Linked DNA regions of Mus musculus: regions 1 and 2 are each linked to region 3. The links are chromatin contacts, called in public promoter capture Hi-C maps. All regions are on one chromosome and are shown on one strand. The core of a region is the stretch at or near the end of the contact, and the rest is flanking DNA. Distances in the headings are between cores, read along the strand shown.

The links. Promoter capture Hi-C pulls out the DNA fragments that hold promoters and counts their contacts.
Region 1: a contact with region 3 is called in a promoter capture Hi-C map of hippocampal neurons, with 5 times the contacts expected there. The contact joins the promoter of Usp31 here to the promoter of Igsf6 in region 3. A contact is called at or near these places in 10 of 39 promoter capture datasets (the 3T3-L1 cell line, the C10 cell line, the SN4741 cell line and 7 more), 4 of 115 datasets of contacts at active chromatin or transcription factors (astrocytes, bone marrow-derived macrophages, embryonic forebrain and 1 more) and 1 of 9 other capture datasets (macrophages).
Region 2: a promoter capture Hi-C map of hippocampal neurons shows a contact between it and region 3, with 3 times the contacts expected there. The contact joins the promoter of Cog7 here to the promoter of Igsf6 in region 3. A contact is called at or near these places in 7 of 39 promoter capture datasets (3T3-L1-derived adipocytes, the C10 cell line, the HPC-7 cell line and 4 more) and 1 of 484 Hi-C or Micro-C datasets (myocytes).

What each region holds. Positions count from the first base shown.
Region 1 is chr7:121,705,937-121,709,252 of GRCm38.p6, forward strand. Usp31 (ubiquitin specific peptidase 31) reads right to left here and starts at 1,506. Exons shown (of 16, transcript NM_001033173.2): 1 at 700-1,506. The coding sequence starts at 1,317.
Region 2 is chr7:121,979,860-121,983,275 of GRCm38.p6, forward strand. It overlaps Cog7 (component of oligomeric golgi complex 7), which reads right to left and starts at 1,834. Exons shown (of 17, transcript NM_001033318.3): 1 at 1,558-1,834. The coding sequence starts at 1,726.
Region 3 is chr7:121,073,057-121,076,576 of GRCm38.p6, forward strand. It overlaps Igsf6 (immunoglobulin superfamily, member 6), which reads right to left and starts at 1,474. Exons shown (of 6, transcript NM_030691.1): 1 at 1,383-1,474. The coding sequence starts at 1,449. Mettl9 (methyltransferase like 9) reads left to right here. Exons shown (of 5, transcript NM_021554.2): 5 at 3,074-3,520. The coding sequence ends at 3,279.

The sequences.
Region 1 (3,316 bases), core at 256-2,755, 630 kb after region 3:
ACCCAACTCCTTAGGATAGCCTAAATGACCCTTACCATCTGGACCAGCAAACTCCTCTGCTTCCCAATCTCATCCTCTTAGTGCACACGGGCAGCTGCAAGCCAAGGGCCAGGACCACCTCCTCCATCTATTACATCATCAAGTTCTGCCTTCTTCAAAGTACTATCTGATAACACCTGGTTCATTGTACTTAAGAATAGAAAGAAAAAAAAAAAAGCACTAAGCATGAACGGTACTAACATAGCTAAAGCACTTTATGTATCACACTGAACCCGCTAGAAGTGCCCAAACTGGGTAATCTCGCTGTCCAACGTAACCTGTCAACTTGCTAAACGTAAGTACCAGGTAAACGGGAGCATAAAGAGGCTCAGTGGTTTACTACTTAAGAAGCAGAAGCCGGATTCGAACCCAGATGGATAGATACTCTCCCACCAATACCCGCTCCAAAGATTGAAGTTCCATGAAGGCAGGGTCTTGGTCCTGGCAACATCCATCCCCAAGGCGGATCACAGGACCTGGCGCCCATGTTCTGGCGCTCGGAAGCCAAGCTGGCTGGATGAATGGTGGGAGGAATGCGTTCCTTTGTCATCTGGGTTATCTTCCAGAACTCTCTGAGCATCCAGCGCAGAAATCCTCCCGGCCCGAAGAGGAGGAGCCCAAGAAGCGCCCGAGCTCCAAGGCCCCCCGCCCCGGGCTCACCTTGAAGTCGCGGCTGTGTTGCGGGGTGTACTCCAGCGTCCAGAGCGCCCGCACCAGATGCGCCAGCTGCTCGGTGACCTCGCCCTGGCCGTGCGGCCCGCGGCCCGCCGGCTGCTCCGACTCCGGCTCTGGCTCCGGTCGGCCCGCCCGGTACTGGCCCAGAGCCAGGTACTCGGCGAAGAGCTCGGTGTTACTGAGGCACTGCAGCGTGGCGTTCATGAAGCACGTGTTGCCGTGGTTGCGGAGCCCCGCCACGCCGGGCACCGGCTCCGAGGCGCAGGCGGGAGGCGCGGGCGAGGCGGGCGGCGGCGGGCACGGCGGCGGCGTGGGCGCGGAGGCCGGCCCGGGCGGGAAGCAGCTGCGGAGGCCGCCGCGGTCCGGGGCGGCGCCCTCGGAGCTGAGGTGCGAGAGCGTGGACAGCGTCTTGAGGACGCGGCTCATGAAACTGCCCACCGAGCGCGCCGACGACGGCGACGAGGGCGCGGCCGGCCCGGGGCCGCCAGCGCCGCCGCCGCCCCCCGCGCGGCCACTCCGGAACAGCCGCTTGCTGAACGAGCGCTTCTCCTTCCCGCCCGCCGCCACCGGCGGCCCGGGCCCGGGCGCCGTTACCTTGGACATGGCGGCGGTTGCCGACGCTCATCACCGCGCCAGTCCGCCCGGACCGCGACTCCGCCACGGCCGCCGCCGCATCCCGCCGCCTGCGCCTCACCCGGCCCGGGGGGCTTCACGCCCTACACCACCTCAGAGCGCCGCGGAGAGAGCGAGCAAGAGAGCGGCGACCGAGGGGCGCGCGTGCGTCGCGCGGCCGCCCAAGTGGGCAGCTCACGTGACTCGCTGGCATCGCAGCCCCGCCCCGCACTGAAGCTGCGAGGCCGCCATATTGACTGTGGGAACAGCTCTCTCCCTGAACCCTGATTCAAGGACTCCCTCGGCTTAGGGCGTGGTTCTGCGTGTTGAAGCTCAAGACTGGCCATGTTTAGTATGGGCACGGTCCTAAACGTTAGGGCAGGCGCTGGATGGTGGATTTTAGGGGTGGGTCTCTGTCTTTGCTTGTCAAATAGAAAAGATCTAGAGAAAGTACTGAAATCAAGCTGCCACGTACCAGGTGGCAGAGGAGCTGATAGATACAGCTTTGTCTTGTCCCAGGCGGGTTAACTCAGCCTGGCTCCCGAGGGACTGCCGCGTACCCACCCGAACGTGGTCACGGAGCTGGCACATTCTGGTGGGCTTTTCTTTCAGGATGTACCTTGAGGTCTCAGCAAAGTAATATTATTAGAATTGCCTTGCTGAAAAGTTTTGTAAAATACAGCCTTTAAATCCTCTGAGCTCTCCCTTTAATCACTCAATAAACTGAGCATTTGCTCATTCATTCATTCAATCATTCATTCATCCATCCATTCATTCAGTAAATATAGCAACTGAACACTTGCTGTTTGCCAAATACTGTACTAAACTCTAAGGATACGACAAGACTGAAACTAACTGAGTTTCTGCTTGCCTTCCTATAGTGTACACTCTCAGTAGGTATTCATTCATGATTACCTCTGTATTCCACACACTATGCCAATCATGGAATACCTTCCTTGGTTTTCAGTTCAGTGCCTTTGACATCTCATTTAAACCCAAGTTTGGCTCAAAGACTTAACCTTTAAACCAAGGGTCACAGATGCACTACTATCGCAGAGGCTAGATAGGTCATAGCAATGAACAAAGAATCCTGGTGAGGGGTCGGTCATCTGCTGATCAGGTCATACTTCACATATCTTGGGAATACAAGAAATGTTGTGGACAGCGGCAACCTGCTAATTAACATTCTTCTAAAGAGATGGCTTTCGCTCACCTCCAGTCAGTTGTTCCCATGTGAGAATGAGGGCTTAGTGTTGCCAGATCAGCTGATTTTTAGAGAAAAGGTGGAAATTCTATTTTTAAATGTTGGTTCAATTTTTTTTAAAGGAAAAAAAACTGCATGGGAGAACAGCGTGCATTAAGGCTGCCTACTACTCAAAATCCACTGGTTTCTGACCTTCTCTTTGTATGTTCTCTTTGCTAAGAGATGAGCCTGAGCCCTGGTTACTGCAAAAAACAGATAATGGGAAAGAAAGCCCATAACATTTTAAAGATAGAAAGGCCACCCTACACCCATCTCAAAGCAAATAGTTTTGGCCTCTAGATTTCTACTCAATACTAAATATGGTATCCTGTAATGATGCTCTTGGTTTGCTCTGAATAGGCTCAAATCCCCTCCACTTCTACCTCCTAATTAAAACATCCATCTTAGCTGTACCTTGGGCTCCTTGTAGCATCAGAAAGAATGCCACTAGATCACAATAGAAACTGAAGCCTGTGGCCCTCCACCTTTGCACACATGCTTGCTGCTTCTAACGACTTGATCCCAGCTGTGAACCTTTACCCAAGCTGATCCATCTGCTCCAGGTATCTTTCCTTGAACTTCCTCATTTAGTTTGCCTCTCTTCATCTCTAAAATCTTGCCTTCATTAATTGCATCATTTCTGCAGACTCTCTTAGAACCTTTTGGCCATACCATTAACTTGACCCTGTTGGAATTCAACAGACAATGAGTTAGTTGTTTTCTATTGCTGTGAAGTTACCACGACTA
Region 2 (3,416 bases), core at 584-3,083, 910 kb after region 3:
GCCATAGTGATGAACATGAAGACGGAATCACACACAAAGCCCAGGTGCTTGACAAGTTTAGGGGCCCATGAGGATATATGTATAAAAAATGGACCTGGCTGCTAAACTTGAAGCCCACTGCAACAGACTAGAGGCATGAACACCACGGTCTCCAGTTTCCTGCTAGCCCTGTGTTCTTAGGCCTGAGCATGTTTTAGCATCGGCTAGCCTCTTATCTGGTAAGTGTGGGACAGGGCCCATGGCTGCATCCTTAACACCTCAGAACACGAGGATGTGGGTCCCAGGAGCCACTAAGAAGCACTAGCCTGCTTTTTCGCTGCTCCCACACACATGCAGATGTGGGGAAAATATGCCTGGAAACCAAGCTGCAGCACCATAACCCAGGCTATCTATGTGGTACTGTGTCCTCAACACAGTGAAGCAGCAAGGAGGAGCACTGATTCAGCAACATATATTCTCTCTTTCTCTCTCATTCTCTCTCTCTCTCTCTCCCCCCCCTCTCTCTCGTCTTCTCTCTCTCATTCTCTCTTTCTTCCTCTCTCTCGCTCTCTCTCTCTCTCACACACACACAGTTAAAGTCTTCATTCAGGATGGCCCATCTTCCTTAGCTTACAAAGATATATTAATGGATTTGTGTCATTCTCATATACTGCTAAATACTAGGACCAGTTAACTATTAAATGCTCTCAAAAGTGACTCTTTATGCCAGGCATGACAGAACATGTCTATAATCCCAGAATTTCAGAATCAAAGGCATGAAGATCAAGAGTTCAAGGTCACCCTCCATCATAGAGCAAATTCAAGGCCAGTATGGGTTACATGAGAGTCTATCTACCCCACCACCTCCAAAAGGCCTTCTTTCAAGATTTATTTTTTAATTACATTCACCCATGTTTGTCTGTGTGTCAGTATGTGCATGTGAGTGTTTATGCCCAAGGAGGCCACTGAATCCCATGGAACTGGAGTTACAGGTAGTTGTGTGCCAACTGATGTGGGTGCTGAGAATTAAGTTTAGGTTCTCTACAAGAGTAGTAACCACTGAGCAATTACTCCAAACCCAAAGAGCTTTTTTTGGGGGGGGGGGGCACATATCTGTAATGCCAGAATTAGGGAAGCTGGGGCAGAAGGCGAGTTTGAGGCGAACCTAGGCGACAGAGTGAGACTGTAAATAAGAAGGGGGAAGGAGAAGGAAGAGTAAAAGAGCGTGCGAGAGCCGGCGAGAGCGATCCTATAGCCTAGGCCGGCCTCGAACTCACTTTGCAACTGAAGCTGGCTTTGAATTCCTGACCGTCCAGCACCACCTCCCCAGTGCGGAAATTAACGGCGGTCGCCACCACTCCCAGATTGTTATTATTATTATTATTGGGGTTTTTTTTTTGTTTTTAGTTTTTAGTTTTTAAAGGAAATGTTATGGCATCGTCGGACGTGAACACCAAAGCCTAGACCTAACTCAGACTACTGCAGGGCTCGCTTTCCCACCAAAGGAGAGGCTTGGCCCCTGGGCCCGGTCCTGCAGTCGGGTGCCGGGGCGGGCGGGTGGGCGTCTGCGTGGCTCACCCTCCACGGCGTGGTTCACCTCCTGGATGAACAGCTGCAGCTTCATTACCAGGGTGGCTGCGTGACCGTCCGCCTTCCCCGCCGCCCCGTCTTTGGGGCCGGCTCTGAAGGCCGCATTAATCCAGTCCTTCACGTCGAAGTCGTCAGCCAGGAACTTGGAGAAGTCCATGGCGCGCGGTCTCCGGGTTGGCGCCGAGCGACACCGCCTTCGGGACACCCGTCGAAACCCACCAAGCTTTACTTGCCGCCCCGTCAGCGCACTCGCGCCGAGGCCGAATGTCCCTCGTCGCGCGCCGTACTTCTTCCGGAAGTCGGTGCCTATTACCATAGCAACTGTTCCTGTTAGAGCAGCGAGCTTCGCGCAGTCCGGACAGGTACGACAGTTCGTTTTCTGCTCTTATTTGTCGAGCAGTAAACTAAGTAAACGCGTGTTTCCTCAAGACTAGAAGATTGACGTCTGAGAAGGGAGCAGCTGAGAAATATAAACTCTGTATGTAGGAGTAATGTTGCTAGTTTTCCGTCCTCACTAAATGCATACAGCAGTTTGGGTTTTTTGGTTTTTTGGTTTTTTGGTTTGGTTTGGTTTTGCTTTGAGACAGGGTTTCTCTGTGTAGCCCTGGCTGTCCTGGAACTCACGTTGTAGACTAGGCTGGCCTCGAACTCAGAAATTCGCCTGCCTCTGCCTCCCGAGTGCTGGGATTAAAGGTGTGCGCCACCACGCCCGGCAGCAGTTTGGTTTTTTTTTTAATTTTATTTTATTTTATATGGAGTGTTTTGCCTCTGTATGTGTGTGACCCACTTGCCTGTCTGGTGCGGGCAGAGGCCAGATGAGAATGAAAGATCTCCTGGAAGTGGGATGTTACATGTGGTTATCAATGCTGGGAGTGGAACGCAGGTCCTCTGGAAGAGCTGCCAGTACTATTAACCGCTGGACCATCTCTCCTCATAGATTTCTATAGATTTGATAATGGTCTCCCCTAACTCTGGTCTAATTTCAGTAATCTTCAATAATCTTCAAAAATTACTTTTCCTCCAATTCTTCCACTCATTTTCCATCATTTTCTTTACTAGTTAGGTTTTTTCTTTCTTTCTACCTTTCTTCCTTCTTCCTTTCTTTCTCCGATTTTTTTTTTTTTTTTTGCTCTTGTCTAGTATAGCAAAGTAGAGGATGTTGTTGTTGTTGTGAGGATGTTGTTGTTTGTTTGTTGTTTTTAAAGACGGGTTCCGTTCTTCTATCCTAGAACTCAAACCCATGCCTCAAAGATCGAACCTCCCACATGCTGGGATTTCTGGCTTAAGCCACCACTGCATGTTCTAGCGTTGGTTTCTAATTTAATTCCGTGTATCAGGAACACATATTATGACTCTGTTCTAAATGTACAGAGACTTGCTATGGCCTTAATATTTGTCTGTCATGGAGAAGAGTATATGTGCACTTAAAAATATGTACAGTACCCAAAAGGAGGACATGGTGTTGTGGGGAATGGATACAGCTAAAGGTAATAAGCAAAAGAAGCCAGAAGACGAAGTTCACGTTTTCTCTCAGTTCTGGATCCAGATTGTATAAACACCTAAAAGAATATCTAACATGAGAGCAGAGGAAAGACACGGGAGGAAAAAGAATGGAAGGTGGAGGTGGGAAAGAGGGAAGATATGCAGAAGGGAACAGGGGTAAAATGCATAGTACAGTTAGGTAGATTGTCTTTATGAAACACAGCACTATGGACATGAATATTCAATATAAAGAAGAGGAAGCAGAGAAGGGAGGAAGAAAATCACATGTCTGACTTCATGTGGTGATACACGCCTGCAATCCCAGCACTGGGGATGCAGAAAGAGGAAGATTCCTTAAGTTTGAA
Region 3 (3,520 bases), core at 224-2,723:
TGTGTTCTTTGGAATTATTTACTTTTGTTTTCCCTCAGAGGGTCTCAGTGTTGGGTAGGCCGGGCTAGTGAGGGAGCCCAGCTCTGCCTCCCCATCACTGAGCTGGTGAGTGTGTGCCACCAGGCCTGACTCTTTTATATTGTTCTAGTAACCCTCAGCTTGTACAGCAAGCACTGTACTGAGATATCTCCCCAGCTCCAACACCTGTTATTACTATTAGCATCAGAAGCTAACAATTACTATTATTATTATCATGATATTTTTGAGACAGGGTTACTCTATGTAGCCCTGACTGTCCTGGAACTTGCTCTGTAGACCAGGCTAGCTTTGAACTTAGAATCCGCTTGCCTCTGCCTCCCAGGTGCTGGGTTTGTGCCACCACTGCCCTGCCCAACATTTATTATTATAGAAAATGTCAAACGTACAAAAGTAGCACACAGACCCAGCCTTGCCTAGCGTTCATTAACTGGGGCTTGTTTCAGGTCTCCTCACTATCTCATCCCCTCCTTTTGTTATTATATCTGCAGACATTTCACAATACAGATGGGAAGATAAAGCTTTTCTCTAACTCCAACAAAGCTCTGTACAAAAGTAGTGTATAGTCATGGCAGACAATAGAGCAGTATAAGACATCACCGTGGTTCCTCAGCCAGAAGAGCCACTGTTAACATTTAGGAATAATTCACTCACTCCTCCTCCCCGTGCCCCATCTCCCCTCCCTCTGCATTTCTCCTTTCCTTTTCTTGTGTGTGCTGGAGAGTGAACCCAGACCCTTACATATGCTTGGCAAGTCCTCCACCATTAGGCTACTCTACCATGTATTTACAGATGAGAAAAAAATTAATTACAAGAACATTGGCTCCATTTGTTGCCCTGCAATCCAGATTTAGTGGACAAATCTTAGATTATTTAAACTATGATGAAATAAATAACTTTTATAGTGCTAGAACAGGTAGAGATAGAATTTAAAGATTAGTTATTTTATCAGGTGACTTTTCTCTAGGTCAAGTTACAGCTTTAAATCCAAGTTCTTTTCAGCCTTTAGAAACATTGTGCTATGAAAGTATTAAGCTAATATTGTACAGTGTACATTAGTCCAGAGCTTGCCTGTGTGGGAATTGACTGAGTGACTAGCACAAGTGGTCACAGATTCTCTCTGGTGAGATGTGCTCAAAGCAGCATCAACAACCAAGGGCCGGTAGGAAACCTTTCTTCAGCTATGCTTTAGTACCTAATTCTGTGGGAGAAGTGACCTCCTCCAGCCCCCGACTTACTGTAGTGCTGCCTTCTTAAATTATGTGCTAAGAGCTTAAGTACACAGATAAGGCGAGAAGCAGCGGTCACTTAATGAGCTGGAGAAAAGGAAAGCTTGACCTTCTTACCGACTTGGAAAAGGATCAGGCTGATCTCTGGCCGGAGGCGGCTCCTGCGTGCACTCACGGGGCCCATCTCTGCTGCATGTGCCGCCTTCTCCACTTTTCTCCTTTCAGAAAGGAAGAAGTAAAGAGAGGAACTCATATTAAGGAAGCACAAGCAGGAACTTTTAGAAATTGTGTAAGAATGGTTTGTAATAAGTTTCACCATTTAGAGTTGAGATTTCAGTCTAAGCGTGCGTGTATGTTAGAAACTGCCATGGGCATTTGATATTCTTTGTGGAGCTTGCAGGAGGTCAGTACTCCTCAAGCAGAGCCTGGCATTTTAGAGTGCTCTTACTGATGTGCTCCACTGCAGAGGGCCTCTCAGGGCCAGAAACTGTTAGACGTGAGCAGCAGCAGCAGAGGCCATGTTTCCTGTAGTCCTGGGAGAAAAACCCAGGGAGTGACCAGAGCATCCGGCATGGTAAAAAGGTACACAGCTGCTGTTAAGCTTGTGCGCCTGGCTTGCATTGAAAGATTTCTTGGTGTTGATAAGCAAAATGGCTATGTCCCTTGGTGCTTGCTTTGGGTCTGAGTCACACACAGCACCCCCTCTCCCCCAGCCTTTACTAGTCAAGTGGTTCTTTGTAAGTATCAGGAACTCAGCTGATCAGCAAAAAGAGACTTGTTAACAGGACTTGAAGTGGCTCCTGGAGTCTCAGAAGGCCTGGAGAACCATGTGAACTCCAGGTCAAGAGGAGCTTGAGTCACACTGGGAAACTGGTCTGATGATGGGTACTACGTGCTGCAAATTCTGTCATTAGCACCCACTCATCAGCCCACCTCCCTAGCCACTTGATATTAGTGCTTGCACTTGGCAAAAAGCCTTGTTTTATTCTGGGTCACCAGCTCATTCCAGTCTTGGCAACAGGCTAAGGTGTGGCACCGGTACCCTGCTTCAAGGAAGCCCAGAAAAGCAGCTTCCCCGCCCTCCAAGAACGAACTCCCCTGACAGGGAGAGAATGCAGTGCTGGCCACTGAAACGTGTGTACTCTTCCCTTTCCCCGTGCTCTATCACACGCTGCATCAGAAGCCTCACTATGAATTTAGTGGCATGTCACCACAGCCTCTAAGAGCACACCTAAGTGCACTTTTGGCATTGTCTGTTTGTAGTCAGAGTGTGGCTTGCAGGGAACAGACCTGGCCTGCTTCCCACAGCCCAGGCTCCTACTGCCCATAGGCTTGGAAGGGATTGACAGATGACTTAGGAAATGGGTCAGCTTCTCCTGAAAAGCACTTGTGTTTCTGTGGATAGAAATTTCTCATGAGCCTATTTTAATTTTAAGCCAGGCAACTTCTAGACAGGAAGTTGAGTAAGTGTACGTGATCTCGTATGTCCAAATCTCCTTTCAAATACAAGTGAACCCCATATTCAGTATTCACTGACTAGTTTCTGAGCCACACAGGCAGCTCAGTCAGTGTAGGCTCTGGATGAAGGCAGCCTGGGAACAGCACTGGATGCAGGCGGCCTGAGAGCATCACTTTGGGTAAGTTCTCTCACTCCTTCTAGGCTCTGTCCACTTGCTTTGAAGAGAGTGGAGCTGTTTAGAGATGGTGCACCCAGGGCATCAGTGCCTGGAACACTAGCTCTCCCTGTACTTCCCTCTTTTAGTGAGTCATTGTTCAAGAATTTAACTTAATGTTTTTATTTGTTCTAGTAGGTGGCAAGTGGGAGAAACCATCAGAAATTCTGGAAATCAAGGGACAGAATTGGGAAGAGCAAGTGAATAGCCTGCCTGAGGTGTTCAGAAAAGCCGGCTTTGTCGTCGAAGCTTTCACTAGACTGCCATACCTGTGTGAAGGCGACATGTACAATGACTACTATGTTCTGGACGATGCTGTCTTTGTTCTCAGACCAGTATAAACACGTGGAGGCCCAAGTCCTCAGAGTCACCCCTGCAACCGACCCTCCAGAAGAGGAGATGCATCCAGTGATGTGAGGGGGACCTCTGGGGACTGTCATTCTCAGTATCATGTAGGAATTTAAAAAGCCAAAATACTAATTCTTTCTTTGTAGTGTGTAAGGGAGTGTTTTTAAAAACAAAACCCAACTCTTTGTGTATTTTTAATCAACTCTTTACTCAGAATCACGCTCCAATGCAGGT